Linked DNA regions of Rattus norvegicus: regions 2 and 3 are each linked to region 1. A link is a contact called in public Hi-C data. All regions are on one chromosome and are shown on one strand. The core of a region is the stretch at or near the end of the contact, and the rest is flanking DNA. Distances in the headings are between cores, read along the strand shown.

Region 1 (5,171 bases), core at 1,682-4,181:
AGCCACCAAAGACCAAGTTCTTGACCCTGGGGTCCAAATTCCGCTACAGTGGCCGCACGCAGGCGCAGACACGAGAAGCAAGCACCCTCATAGACAGGCCGGCGCCACAGTTTGAGCGCGCCTCTAGTAAGCGCGTCTCGAGGAGCCTAGATGGAGGTAACACATTTATAATTTTGGATTCTACTCATCTTTTCTAGTCCAGTGGGGTCAGAAAACAGTGATCTAGTTAATAAGACCACCAGACACCCTTTAGGGCAGTGGTCCTCAACCTTCCTGATGCTGACACCATTTAATACAGTTTCTTCTGTTGTGGTAACCGCCACTATAAAACCAGTTTGATATAAAACCAGTTTGATGCTACTGCATCACTGATTTGCTTCTGTTATGGACTGTAATATCTGTCATGTAGGGTATCTGATATGGGACCCCACAGAGGTCACAACCCATAGGGTTGAGGACCACTGGTCTCAAGGGATAGACAGTAAAGTGTTGATGTTCTCAAATAAAACAACTTGGTGTTCAGGTTGTCACTCTGAACACACATGTTTGTTATTGTTGTTGTTTATGTATGTTGTTGGCAGCATGTATAAGTAACATGTATTTTTGTGGTTCTAAGCTATTGGATGAATGTGTGTCTCTTGGTTTTATTTGATTATGATCTCTAAGGTGACTCAATTTCTTATATTTGTTAATCGCTCACATCAGTCTGAGGGGGTTTGGGGGAATGTTTGCACATGAATTTCCCATAATTATAAAACAGTTCTCCTACTCAGATTTGAAGGTGTGCTTTCAGAAGTTTACCAAACTCACGAAATAAAAACCATTCTAGGTTTCAAAAGTATTAACTTTAAATATGGCCTTAAATAACCATAACACAAGAAATCCGTACTCAGCATGTGTCTGGGGCGAGAGTGTAGACATTAATGGTTTCTCTTAGAGTTGCGTGGAAGTCAGGGGATGTTTCTTTCTTGCGTTTGCCATATTGCTTATTAGTAAACTAGGAATTCATATGCTTCTTGTACAAAAGATGGTGGTAATGCTTTTATTAAAGTACTTTTCTTGTTATAGAGCAAAATGGTAGTTTTTAGTGACAAGAAGTAGTTTTTCAACCTTTTTCATTATACTGAATATTAATGTTAAGTAGTTTGACAAGTTAGAATTTGAAATTGCATTATTAACAAAAATCCCATTATGATTGTTGTTCCTGTACAAATTTGTATATAGCTACACAAATATGAAAATGTAAACTTGAATGGCAAGATGTTAAATAATTGGGTAAACCAGATGATTCCTAGACTACTAGTCTTTCATTAATAGAGGACTCACACAGACTAGCCTTGCTCTGTTTTCCTGGTAGAAGTCATCATTGAATAGGTGCAGGTGCACAGTTAGTTCCTGGGCTTTGCTTGTGGGTATCTTGATATATGTGATTGGTAACTGTAGGATGATGTCATACAGGTGAGGCAGGTACAAGATAGAACGAGGCCTATCATTGGACGAGAAGGAAGGATGGGTGGGAGAAAAGTTTGACAGAAGAGGAGGAGACTGGAATGGAAAGGCAGAGAAGCCGCTGAGAGAACATGGAGGTTGATGTTAAGATTCCACTCTGTACTTTTACAGATTGTTAGGAATATTCTTAAGGGATAGACGTGTACAGGGTTTTGTATGTCTAGATGGGCAATTATATCTTATCAGTTGGATCAGAGGTTATTGTGTTGTGTGTTCTTTCATGTGGCGATTTAAGTCTAAGAGAGTGTGGCAGCTGACACTAGGAATTGGGATATATATGTCTGGCATGGTGATAACCTGCCTTGGGAACTAGATGGGTAGAGAGATTGTTGCCAGACTCAGAGAGAGGCCATCAGAAGTGTGATATGGAATAGAGCAAAGCGGGTGAGAGGCTTTGCTGACTGAGATGAAGATATTTATCAGATATCTTGGGGCACTGTGGTGCCAGATCTAGTGTAGGGTAAAAGACAGCATTTTTTTTTTTTTATAATTTTACAACAACAGTTAACTTGGGAGAGTCTTCCGTAGAGTTTTAAAGAACCCCCAGAAAAATTCATGCTTCAAGCAAATGAATGTCTCTATTTCCAGATAAGACTTTCAATGTAGGGAATTGGCAGCGTCAGCCAACAGCTAAGTGTGTTCGTAAGTAGATCTGAGAAATGTGCCAATCTGAGTAGGCAACTCTCAAAAAGACGCAGTTGCCGTTGTTTCTGCCCCACAAGGAGCCTTCTGGGGACTGTTGCCAGCTTTTGTTCTAAGAAAGGAGGCTGTGGAGTTCTCATGTTGTATTAGGGCTAATGAAGACCAGTCAGCCAGGGCATCTTTGTGGTCCGTGCATTTGTTTAGGAAACACTGTATCTTGATTGAGCAGTTAACACAGAGGGAAACAGTTTTGCCAAGGAAAAGCAACAGGCGTGGCACCAATCCTTTATGTCCCCTTTGTGTTTGGACACTGATCCATCAGACGGGTAGGTCATCAAAAGGATGATTGTGTTACTGTGAGCCGTAGGCGACTTCAAGCTAGAATGGCAAGTGGATTCTGGCTGGGGCACGTGTTTCCCGGCAAAGCACAGCTGCTCTGACCCAGGCCAGAGCTGCTTCTTGAGCCCTTTTTATCAGCATTCCATTAGTGTTGCGATGTGTGTTGTGTTGAAGGTTAGAACAGGATAGAGAGGTAAATAACCTGCCTTTTAAAGTTTAGGAAAATAACTTAGTGATTGCATAAAAGGCAGCGTTTAAGGTACATAGAAGACTTAAGAGTGAAGATCACCCAGAGAGAGTAGCCATGGTAAAGCAGGAGCCTCCTCTATGCTTAGGAAGTGGGGAAGCAGGGCCAGGGATGCTGGGCTGCTTAAGCAGGGTCGTCAGGGAAGGGAAGCCTCCCTCAGGGGCCTGAAAGGATGGAAGGGAGGCAGCCATGACATGAGAGGAGAACGTAGGTCATCTCAGGCAGGGGGAGGTGCAGAGAAAAGACAGCACACTTAGGCCTTGTAGGAGAGCCTGCTGCTGCTAGGCTTGCTGGGTCCACTCTGAGGCGGCCTTTGAGGGAATCCTCAGTGTGTTGGTGTTAGCGTGTAGACAGCAGTGCTAGCTTTGAAGAATCCACTGGTCCCAGGAGAATGGGGAGAGGGGACTGAGTCAGGAAGCCCACAGACTGACTTGCAGTGGTCACATGACAGTAGCTGCTGTGTCTTCACCTTGGGTTGGAGCAGATCACTTGCTTACAGCACATTAGAATGGGAGAGTGTTTAAACGTGTGCTAGCAACATTTTGTCAACTCGGCTTTGTAATTTTTAATTTTATATTAACTCATTTCAGTATCAGCATAGCTGAAACTACCTTTAGGTGAGAATTTTTCATTTTGTAATAATTTGTGATTGCAGTGAGTGCTTAAAATTGTAAATAAGTCAAAGGGGTATGTATAATTATATGCTTCTACACTGGAAAATTAGTAAAATCTTAGCAAAAAACAAACAAAAACCAGCTCCAGGAAATAAGTAGGTATAATGTAAGATGTGAGCTCATTTTAATATTCTAACAATTTGTGTGGGTTTTGGAAAGTACGTTTATTATAGATTGGAAAAATTTTAAAGACTGAAATGGTGTAGAAATAGAGGTTAAACACACACACACACACCATGCTTAAAAATATATGCAAGGGATCATGTTCTAGAATTTGAAGTTCCTGTCTAAAGCAGATGGATTTAAGTAGAATTATCATTTGATGATAAATCAGGGCTAGGGAAGGAGCACATCGTTGTCAGAGGGCAGGCGAGGGATTACCTTGTAGAACAAAGATTGAAGGGATAGGATACCTCCGTGAACTGTAATGGCTTACTATACCACCCTCCAAACACCTTCAAGCTCTGTGGGATTTTATGTTTACTGGAATTTCTCTTGGTGCATGGAAGAAAAGCAAATCACAGGGTGTGTGTAAAGCATTTTATAAAGAGGAAAAGACCTGGGGGGAATTCCATCGTTCAGGAAGAACCTCTGGTGGAAAGACTTGTCATTTGGCTTGCTGACTCTTAAGGTGATCCATCTTTATGACAAAAACATTAGCACAGTAGGTTCCGCCTCACTGTGAGAGAGAGGAGAGCAGCACACAGTAGGTTCCGCCTCAACGTAAGAGAGAGGAGAGCAGCACAAAGTAGGTTCCGCCTCACTGTGAGAGAGGGGAGAGCAGCACACAGTAGGTTCCGCCTCACAGTGAGAGAGGGGAGAGCAGCACACAGTAGGTTCTGCCTCACAGTGAGAGAAGGCAGGGCACAGGGCCATTTTGGGGCAGCAGCTGGGGTCCTGGACACTGACTGAGGTTGAGAAGTTCAGAAGTGTCAGAAAAATGAAAAACATAAGATAGGTTATTTCTTAAATCTACTATCTTTTAGTATGCAAATAAGTTAATTTGTAGGGGATTTCTTAAAATCCCTTGAAAAAATTATTTTGATAATTATTTTTTTAAAGGTAGATTTAGGACTGATGAGATATCCCAGTGTATTAGTTACATTGTAATTCTGCAGTCGGGCCAAGAGCTCCTCCTACTGGACCATTTCTGGGTGAGCCACATGCTCAAAAATCTGATTTGCCGAATGGATTAATTTTTAAAAACCCAGAATATTAGAGTTTTGGATTAGTTTAAAAACGAGTTTATATTACATATTGATATATCCAACGTTCAAAACTCTAGCTACATTTGGTTAAGGGGTTATATTCTTCCAGGCTTCACATTCCTAGGTCTAATGTATTTCAACTTATCTTTTGATTAGCCCCGATTGGTGTTGTGGACCAAAGTCTTATGAAGGATTTTCCGGGCCCTCCTGGAGAGGGATCAGTGCCTGGCCCTGGAGTTGTCAGCTATACTACAGTCCAGGATGGCCGGAGGGACGGCAAGAGCCCAACTAAAGTCACACCCCTGCTCGCTGAGGGAAAGGTACGGCCATTAGCATTGTGCTGCTGTGGAGGATGCTCAGATGAGAGGCCCTTGCTGCCTTTAGTATTGGAGGACTCAGTTTCTTGTCATTGTGTAGTCTATGCTTACAATCTCCGGTGTTTCAAATGGAGCTGCTACTTTGCACTGTTATTTCTAACTTTGTTTTTATTATTTTTCAGAGTAAAATATTTGTTTCAGTATAAGTTATACTAACGTCAGAACAGTAAATTGC
Region 2 (5,171 bases), core at 727-3,226, 220 kb before region 1:
CTGAGGAAAGCTGCTAACGGAGTGGAACCAGCCCAGGAGAACGAAGTTTGTTGCAGTCAACAAAGACGAAAAAGGAGCTGGAATCTGAAGACGCTTTGACATCAGACATGGAGATGCAGAGTTTGGAGTTTGCCCAGCTGGTTCCCCGTCTTGCTTTGGGTGTTATAGTTAAGTGATTGGATGAATGTCAGAAGAGATTTTGAACTTTGGACTTTTAACAGTGTTGAGACTGCTATAGACTGTGGGGGGAGGGGTTTAAGTTGGATTACATGTATTTTTTCTTATGGGAAAGTATGGCCCCCAGAGGCTCATGTGTTTGAACAAGCCTATGGGGGCCAGGGAGTAGAATGTGATGGTTTGTATATGCTTGGTCCAGGGAGTGGCACTATAGGAGGTGTGGCCTTGCTGAAGTAGGTATGTCACTGTGGGTGCGGGCTTTAAGACCCTCATCCTAGCTGCCTGGAAATCAGTCTTCCACTAGCAGCCTTCAGATGAAGATGTAGAACTCTCAGCTCCTCCTGCACCATGCCTGCCTGGATGCTGCCATGTTCTCACCTTGATGATGGACTGAATCTCTGAACCTGTAAGCCAGCCCCAATTAAATGTTGTCTTTTATAAGACTTGCATTGGTCACTGTGTCTGTTCACAGCAGTAAAACCCTAACTAAGACACCAACTCCAGCCTTTTCTTCATTCCCCTGGGAGCCATATGGGCCCAGGCAGAAGTGGGAATAATCTTCTGTTCATCCTGGCTTTGGTTTTCCAAAGAGTCCAAGCTTGAACTTAAGACATCGAACACCACAGAAGACAGCAAGGAATTCTCCACTCCAATAATTAGTGACTTATAGTCAACCTTTATGCAATGTGACACAGGAGACCTGGGATGGAACAGCCTGGCCCTGAGAATGACTGGGGCAAACTGAACCAGACCTGTCTACCCCACCCCAGAAAAATAACAGCCGTGATGACAGACACTGGGAGCGAGAGCCTGCTGGCCACACGCTAAGGGCTCTCGCTCGTACCGACACTGCTTACGGGAACAGCAAGTGCAAGCCAGGCTCTGCCAGAGTTCCTGAATCTTCACCTGGAGTCTCTATTTAGGCTCTAGCATCAGACAGCAGAGTGTTCTAGTTAATTAACATAGGCACTAAATCTGTGTAACAAGGTAACAATGGTATCGGACCAGAGTGTAGTGGAATGTCTTAGCCTCAGAAGTCATTCAACTGAGGCCAGAAGATCAGAGGTCCAAGGCCATACTTGATGAATGCCCCAAGTTTGAGGCTAGTCTACATTATATAAAATAAAGAACCCTGTCTGCATTGACTAGCAGTCATGACAATCGGGATTAAAGACTACTTCATTACATCCCCATGCCTCCTTGGGCTGGCCATGCTTGCTCACAGTGGAGTAATAACGTGGGAAGTTATACAGGAAAGACGATACTCACATGTTTACTTCATCTTCGTTTAATAGCTGCATCACTAGCAAGGTGATGTGAAAGGAGCCGTCGCCGACCATGGCTTTGGTCAATCGATTATCCTGTCTCAGTATCGAATTTTGCAAGACTTTAATTCCAGCTGTAATCTAATCACACACACACACAAAAAAAAAAAAAGGACAAGAGAAATTTTTTTTTCTTTTCTTTTTTTCAGAGCTGGGGACCGAACCCAGGGCCTTGCACTTGCTAAGTAAGCGCTCTACCACTGAGCTAAATCCCCAGCCCCGACAAGAGAAATTTTTAAGGAAACAAATTTAAGTCGGTAAGAAAAATAAGCGTCAAACTACCAAAACTAAAGTGGGGTCGAGACTCTGCAACTAAATAAACACGCAATTGTCTAGCTGTGGCCACACTTGCTACACAGTTAACTTGGCTGCTTGGTGTGATATATAAGCATAGAGAAGCAGAAATGTGTGTCCGTCTTGCAAGCATTGAGCACAGTACTTTCTTTGCAGACTGAGTCACTGAGTGGGAAAACTCCCTGTGGCCACACATTCTTTTAGAAATGTGTCCTTGTAATATGGATCTGACTCACTAATTATGAGCATTCCTAAGAGAAAAGCTTCATTCTTCCACGAAAGGTCAAATCAGCAGACAACATTCCATTTCTGTTAGAAGTAATATTTATTTGTTCCGCAGTGAGTGTGTTGGGTCTATTCCTTGCTGCCTGTAAGGTTCTCTAGGATAAGAGGAATTCCAATAAGAACCGATTGTTGGCTGCCATGTTTTCCTAACTTGTGAGAGGTGGGGCATAACCATGGAGACAGAGCTGAAGGCATTCAAAGTCTGAGGTATGCATTCAGGGGAGAGCCCACAGGTCAGGCTGCTCTGTCTTCCCTCTCAGTACCTGCTCTTATGGAACGGGAAGAGGGACGGTGTATCTCCCTCCTCCATTCCCTGTTAGAGCCACAGAGTCTAGTCAACCTGCAAAAGGCAGTGCAGTGGAGAGTAATCTGAAATAAAACAGCAAGCCCCAAGAAAGGCCGCAGAGAGTTCATCAAAGCCTTGGGAAAACAGAATTACCGAGAGAAAAGGAAACGCCGTGCTGGCAATAGAAGCGGCACCCAGGGAAACAAAACAGAAAAGGCAGGGATGAGGGGAGAGGGTCATGAGTTTAGCAAGCTGCTCTGATTGTGGAGTGTCTGTGTTATCCTGAACAATGGCCACATTATCCACCCATGGAATGCACTGAACAAGTCAGAAGACACTGTCCTGGGTCCTAGACTTTCTCGTTGAACCAGCCTCCAAGTCCGATGCTTAATTGGACCCATGGGTTCTCCTCCTGGTCCTTGTAGAACCCACTCTGAGTAAGAAGTTTGTGGAGTCGCTTTGGGGAAAATCTCCCATCCCTGGTATCCTGACCTCCTTCCCTATGGTCTGCCTTCAACTGTGGTTCTACCAAAGCCTTGTGTTTCCTCTTAGCAATGATCTACCCATTAACCTTACCACAAAGTCCTTGTTACAAAGTCCCACTGTATTTCTGTGTCGGAATTAAGCCCATCTCACTCAGTAAGACTGTTTCCTACCTCTATATCCTACCCCTATCTCCATGAACCCTGGTAAAGTGAAAACAATCGGGCCTTAAATTGTCCAAGGAAGGAGCTGGAGAGGTGGCTCAGCAGTTAAAGGCACTAGTTTCTTCTCCAGAGGACCCAGGTTCATGTCCCAGCACCCACATGGCAGCTCGCAACCATTTGTAACTGAAGTTCCAGGGACTCTGACACCTTCACACAGACACACGTGCAAGCAAAACACCAGTGCACGTAAATAATGTTTTTAAAACTTGTCCAAGGAGATTAAAAATTGCCTCGGCCTGGCTCAAATAGAAAAGAAATCAGCAAAATTGGACTGGAGTCGTTTCTAGTCCTTGTTGGTTTCGTTAGACAGAAATATGAATTGACCTCAGCCAAGCATAAATATCCAGCTAAATAGTGATCACATGACTAGGGCCTTCCAACGAGATAAACCATGAAGGACAACTGCGTAAGTACAACCAACTCCTTTACTTTACTCCCACCTTCTTCCACTTCTTTACTTTACCTGCCCACAACCCAAGGAAACTGGAAGCTAAACCTCCTTTAAATCTACTGTCCCCAGTTCACAAATTGCTCCTTACTCAAACTTAGATTTTCCTCTAAGACAGTGGCTCTCAACCTGTGAATCGCAACCCCTTTTGGGGTGGAACGACCCTTCCACAGGGGTCACCTAAGACATATGCAAATCAGGTAGTTACATTATGGTTCATAACGGTAGCAAAATTATAGTTATGGAGTAACAGGAAAATAATTCTATGGCTGGGGGTCACCAGAACATAAGGAACTGTACAAAAGGATGCAGCATTGGGAAGGCTGAGAACCACTGGACTAAGAGTTTAGTTGCAAAACTGGCACCCCAAAAAAGACCTCCAAGTTCACTGGGGAGCCAACTAAAGGAAGGCGCCAGGTCCATGATAGCTCCAGCGGGTGGAAGATGCCTGAGCCAAATCCTGACCAGACCTTTAAAGGATGCTTCTAGGAACCTGACGAACAGCTGAAAGGCCTGTCCAGACTATTTCCATTGTGTGCCCACAGAAGACAGAAGTATCTACCACTCAGGCACAGAAGCCCGGGGAAAAACAGATGAGTCACCCTCCGATTACAGTGCCAGATTAGCAGTCCTCACTTGTTAAACATTTTCATTAAAACACAGCTTGAGTATTTTTTTAATTCTATCAACTTTGTTATTACAAAGAACTTGAAAATAAAAACGTCACACACCAAAGTTAGCCAGACCATAGCAGGAGTATTTCTTGGCAGTACGGAAATGACTTTTCTGAGTATTTGTCAGAGGGCTCAGTACCCTGCAGAGAACGGTAAGACTGAAGCACAGACAAACAATAAGCACAAGATGACGACCAGCTCTCTCAGGGAGACGGGTACCTGCTGTGCTGATGCCTGGGCTCAGTCCCTACAAACTGCTCCATGAAGAGCGACTCCTCCTCCGTGACTCCTACAAGTTATCCTCTGATCACTGGATATGTACACAAACAAACACACATTCACACATACACTCCCACACACTCATACCTATACACACTCACACGCATACACACATACTCATACACACATATACATACACACATACACTCACACACATACACACATACTCATACACACATACACACACACTCACTCCATACACATACACATATATTCATACACACACATATCACATACATACACACTAATACATGTACACTCACACACACATACACATTTACACACTCACACACAGACACACATACTCATATACACACACATTCACATGCATATGCACACTTACACATGTACACATTTACATACTCACACACATACTCAAATTATCATACACACACATTCACATACATACACACAGTCACACACATATGCACATACTCATACATACTTACATATTCACACACATACATACAGATACACACATACACATTCACACATATTCATATATATACACACATATACATACACACACATACACACTCACATACAGATACACACATACTCATACACGCTTACACATATTCACATACTCATACACACTCACATATATTCACATACATACACACATATACATACACACACATACACTCACACACAAACACACTCACATACACATACACATACATACATATTCACACA
Region 3 (5,171 bases), core at 1,899-4,398, 130 kb before region 1:
ATATATATATATATATATGGCAGCAGAAGTTTCTAGAGATCAGTCCTACCAGCTATCCTACCAGCTGTCATGTTGCTTTTCTGAAATGTTTATGGAAATGTGCCTGTCCCCTCCACCCCACCTTTATTTAGAAACATTTGCTTGGTTTTTTTTTTTTTTCTTTCCAGATTAGAGTTGCTGTACCTAACCACTGGGTACTCTCTCAGATTTAAAAGCCTCAAGTAAATGTTTATTCTGGCTTCCATAGTTAGCAAATACTAGCCAAACCCTAATTTACTGCTCTTTCATAGAATCTTGGAATCTCAGGGCTAAAACTTTAAGAGTCAGCAAATCTACTCTTAGCTCTGTTCCTATCCTCCTTCCCACACAAACATTTCTAGCATCATTGAAAGATCTTAATAAATAGGGAATTTGTGTATGATTCCTTTGCGGATTGTAGGCAGAGCGACCTGTGGGAGGATCATGTTTTAGCATGAACCAGTAACTTGATATTCTTAGGATTTCTATCATTCGTCTCTCTGGGCAGTGTCCCAAACTAAAATCTAAGATTGACTGCTGTGTGTCATTAGCTATAGGACATGGCCACCATAGCACCTATTAGTAGTATAGGTGCTTAGAAGTCACAAGTAAGCTGGAAAGGAAACGAGAAGACTATCTCTAATACAGTTTGAAAAAATGGATAGTTGGGTTGGGGATTTAGCTCAGTAGCAAGCGCAAGACCCTGGGTTCGGTCCCCAGCTCCGGAAAAAAAACAAAAACAAAAATGGATAGTTCTAACTTTTTGAGGGTAGGTTTTTCTTTTAGAAAATACGTGTATTTTGTCTGAGATAGAAGGGAATACACACACAACACCTATTTTACACATATCTGGTAAATGGGGGATCAGTAGTAGAAAATTAATTCATTGAGCCTTTTTTGCATGTTTTTAAGGGTTTACTTCTGTGTGTGTGATTATGTTGCCTGCATGTATGTATGTATTGTCATGTGGGTGCCTGATGCCCACACGGACCAAAAGAGGGTGCTGATTCTGTTGGAACTGGAGTTACAGGCCAGGTGTAAGCCCTGTGGGTGATGGAAATCAAACCTGGGTTCTCTGCGAGAGCAGCAAGTGCTCTCAACTGCTGAGCAGTCTCCAAACAAAACAAAGCGAACAACAAAACAACAACAGCAAAACAACAACAACAACCACCCAAAAGAAAAAACCCAATCAACCAAACAAAATTCCAAAAAACCAAAACCAACAAAACCATACAGTTTAGAATGGTGACCCTACTATGGGTCTACTACTGATCCCCCATTTACCAGATATGTGTAAAATAGGTGTTGTGTGTCTATTCCTTTCTATCTCATACAAAAGCTAAGGTTGGCTTTGAACTTCTGTTCCTCTTGTCTCCAGTTGCTAGAATTCCAGCTGTGTGTCTTGCAAGCTTGATTCAACTTTATAGAGGTTGGTTATAGCTCATGTAGAAACATCATGTAGATAATAAAGAGGACTTGCCTTAAAAAAAGTGCTGGACATAGTCCCTTGTTGTTAAGACTAGGATTGGGATCAGTGTAGGGTTTAGATGTTTCTCGTGTCTCGGACGGTAAATCATCTATACGCTATTTCCCTGGTTTGAGGACTAGCATTTATTAGAACTAGGTTTTTTTATAAGAAATGAGATGTTTTCTGAATTTTCTTTAATGTCATCTCAGATCCCAAGTCAGATCTTTATAGACTCACAGTGCCTTCACATTCTTCTGTTTTTTTCCCCTCAAATGAGCTTTGAGTTAATTTCATAAGTTCAGTGTTGCTAAAATGCTTCATTCAGATAACTGACCCTCCCTCCCACCCCCCCATTTTAGCACGTTTTTATTTAGTGCCCTCTAAGATGAACTAAAAAATGGCATATAGGCTCATCTGTCATCCAGGTATGCTCTTTAAGTCAGAATTCTGGGCCTCTGGGTGAGCTTTGGAGGGGACCCCATCAGGGTCTTACAGCCTTGCCGAGCTCACTCATTGTTGTATCACCATCTTCTACAGCATGTGTCTGTGTCTCATCAGTCTGAAGGTGTTCAGATGTCGTTTTGTTTGCTACTGTTCTTTGTTTTTTCTCCCCATTATCCAGAGAGGTTACTTTTTAAGAATATTCACACGCACTCACCTACAGCCTCTATTCTGGGGAGACTTGGTCAGAAGTGTGCTTAGACAATTTAATTTACACTCTTGGCCTGAGGTTCGAGAGCTTAGTGAGAATGTTGCTTGGGGCGTGCCTGGGCTGTGGTAAGAAGAGCCCTTCTGTGTTTGAGTCCTGTCTGAGTGAGTGAAGAAAGATGTAGTAAGGGCAGCACCGAGGAAGACAAAAGAGGAGTATGAGATTACTTGGGATCAGAAGAAGTTTCGAATTGCAGATCGAATTCAGCACTTAATCTTAAGTAATAGTTAGTGTTGTGTGAGCCAAGTGTTTGTGTAGACAAGGTTGACCTCGAACGTGGTGTGTGGCTGAGGAGGACCTGGAACATCCTATTTATGTGGAGCTGGGGATTGACCCTGGGCCACACACACTGTATAGCTGGACTGCATCCCAGACCTAGTTCTTAAATGTTGGGGATTAGGAAGTCCCAAGTCTTCAGAGACGCTGCCCCCTTCTCTTTCTGTGGTATGGTTGTACGTCGGCACTGCTGTCTCTCCTCCCCTGCCTGGCTGTTCTTAGTTCCTTTCCGTTGGGTTCTTCAGTGGATCCCCTTGTGCTGTTGTCCAGGCGAAACTCAATTCTGATAGACAACCTTAGCCACCTGCACTGTTACCTGTGAGCTTAGCGGACTGCTTTTGTTTCCTTAGACGGTTCTTGGGCAGAGCTGTATTAGAGAAGGCCACTAACATGTCCGTGCTGGTTGGTGTTGGCTAGGCTGTCATTCTGCCAGGGACCTTGGGCAAAATATTTTACAAAGCCATTTCTTTAATGGTGTGTGTGTGTGTGTGTGTGTGTGTGTGTGTGAGAGAGAGAGAGAGAGAGAGAGAGAGAGAGAGAGAGAGAGAAAATCATACTTATTTCATAAAGTGATATGAGAATTAAATGAGCCAGTGGTTCTAAAATGCTTCACGTAGTGCCTGGCGTCTGTGAGCGTTGTTTGTTCGACTATGAAAAGAGCTAGTGTGTGGCTTGTGGTAAGCACATTTTCTGCAGTCAGGAACCAGTTATCTGTGTGGAAGCAGAGTCTGATATGGGGCTGGGATTCTTTGTGCTTTGAATGCCTTTTAAAAACTATTTTTAGTACAGTATCTTTATATTTTTAAACTTTTTCGAAACTATCAACTTAATCTTGCTTCCCCGCCCTTTTTTTTAAAACAATGCACAAAGTGCCATCCATGTATGTGTTGAAGCCCTTGGGATCTGGTTCGAACAGTCTGGGGAGAGTGTAGTCTCTCTGTGGTGTTGCTAGCGGTAACAGATCCTGAGAGCGAAGTGTGCACATGCTGTCTAACAACTTCTTTTCTCTGTAGCTTGAAGCAAGGTTGCTGAAATAAGGCTCATAGTAAGTGGGTGTTTTACTGGTTGTTTAAACTCTGGCAAATGACCACTAAAACGTAACCTTTATTAGATCCAGTACCTTGTATTATGTGTGAAGTAATCCTGCAGACATATATTCCCCCAGTGTAGTGTTTAATTTTAAACTATCTGCCAGTATTATGAAACCAGAATTCTAATATAAATACTTTTATTTGGGTGGGAAGCTTGGAGGATTGCGGTACTTCTGGTTCCATTCGCCTCGACCGGAAGGGCCGTCAGCCAGACAGAGCTTGCATGCTTTTTGATAACGCCTCAGTCTCAGCTCCCCATTTCCCTTTCATGTTATCTCTAGAGCAGTTCCCAACCTTCCTAACGTTGCGACCCCTTAACACAGCTCCTCATGCTGTGGTGACCCCCAGCCACAAAATTATCTTGTTGCTACTTCCTAACTGTAATTATGCTATTGTTATGCATCGTAATGTAAATATCTGACGTTCAGGCTCTGGGGCTCTCCACCCACAGGCTAAGAAACTCTTCTCTAGACTGCTTCAGTTGCATCGTGTGAGCCAACTGTTAGATTTATTCTCCACTTATTTAACAGCAGGTGAAGGTGACAGCAGATGAGGCTATACGACCTTACAGTGAGTAGTGTGGCTTACGGTAGGACTTTCCTTCCCGTTGGGCCTTTCCCTCTATGAAGGGGCTTTTGGGTCGCCATCAGGGTCATGGTTGATCCACGTCCACTGTGCAGTAAGCCCTCAGTAATGACGTATGGAACTGTACGGTTTGGTTCTAGACTTCCTCACTCACTGGTAAGCAGTTTGCTTCATCCTCTAAAGCTTGGTTTCAGACTTCAGTAGCCCACCACCGTGCCTGATTTAGATGTTAGCTGGCGTTTTAAAGTGATGCTTTTCAGTTCATCCTTTCTGTTTCGTGTTGCACCAGCCCCTCGGTTCCGGCTGTGAAGCAGTCTGTACAGCAGTTTGCTGTGTGGTCTCAGGAAATGCAGTGTTTGGGAGAGAAGAGAGGAGGCGGAGGCTTATGTGGGGAAGCAGTGCTGCTTTACCTTTCGAATGCTGAGAAAGAACAGGGGTCACATGACTTACGAAGGCTAGAGAAGGTAGTATGTATACCATGTAGAAACGCTCACAGAACAAGCCTGACCACCGCTTGCATCTCTGGACACAGTGAACTAATTATCTGGTTACTTGGTAGTTTTGATCATTACCAGGTGTCATGGTCAAAGACCGGAGCAGCCAGAGTTCAGATTTTGAGGCAGCAGCTTGATATGGGGTTAAGTCCCATTCTCTGTATCTTCTACATTTTCAAAGCCAACTCCTTTTGAGAGGAGGTCTCACGTATCCCAGGCTCGCCACGTAGACTAGGATGAGCATGAGCCTCTGTTCCTCCTCCTGCTTCCGCCTTTCAAGCATCGAGAATCCAGGGCTTCACAAGCCACCAGCCCTGATTTATGTGGTGCTGGAGTCAAGCTTAGGACCCCATGAACTCTACCTATGGAGCTTCCGTTGCAGCCCTGGAAAAACTAAAGTGCTGTTTTAGTTGTGATTCTCATTTCATTTTCAGTTTTGGATGACAGTACACTTTTATAACGTTAATTGCAATACCATCACTTCACTGGACGTTTCTTAAAGCTACCAAGTTGTCTGTCCGCTTTAAAGT

Evidence for each region. A called contact is a pair of places that touch in the nucleus more often than the background predicts.
Region 2: a contact with region 1 is called in a Hi-C map of Schwann cells, with 5 times the contacts expected there. The contact joins two enhancer-like sites. A contact is called at or near these places in 11 of 12 Hi-C or Micro-C datasets (the A7r5 cell line, the Rat2 cell line, Schwann cells and 7 more) and 1 of 1 datasets of contacts at active chromatin or transcription factors (oligodendrocytes).
Region 3: a contact with region 1 is called in a Hi-C map of Schwann cells, with 4 times the contacts expected there. The contact joins two enhancer-like sites. A contact is called at or near these places in 8 of 12 Hi-C or Micro-C datasets (the A7r5 cell line, the Rat2 cell line, Schwann cells and 4 more).

Annotation. Positions count from the first base shown.
Region 1 is chr1:21,716,286-21,721,456 of GRCr8, reverse strand. It overlaps Epb41l2 (erythrocyte membrane protein band 4.1-like 2), which reads left to right. Exons shown (of 18, transcript NM_001400827.1): 11 at 1-156; 12 at 4,776-4,939. Among named protein-coding and RNA genes, the nearest start is that of Smlr1, 62 kb to the right of the region's middle. Within about 2 kb of position 2,931, at least 37 of the 93 cell types and tissues checked have an H3K27ac peak or open chromatin away from gene starts, as enhancers often do. A contact at or near this core is called in Schwann cells, where this site is marked.
Region 2 is chr1:21,930,711-21,935,881 of GRCr8, reverse strand. It overlaps Akap7 (A-kinase anchoring protein 7), which reads right to left. Exons shown (of 8, transcript NM_001001801.4): 4 at 1,447-1,583. Among named protein-coding and RNA genes, the nearest start is that of Akap7, 27 kb to the right of the region's middle. Within about 2 kb of position 1,976, at least 50 of the 93 cell types and tissues checked have an H3K27ac peak or open chromatin away from gene starts, as enhancers often do. A contact at or near this core is called in Schwann cells, where this site is marked.
Region 3 is chr1:21,848,983-21,854,153 of GRCr8, reverse strand. All of the region lies in intron 1 of Epb41l2 (erythrocyte membrane protein band 4.1-like 2), which reads left to right. Among named protein-coding and RNA genes, the nearest start is that of Epb41l2, 5.5 kb to the left of the region's middle. Within about 2 kb of position 3,148, at least 31 of the 93 cell types and tissues checked have an H3K27ac peak or open chromatin away from gene starts, as enhancers often do. A contact at or near this core is called in Schwann cells, where this site is marked.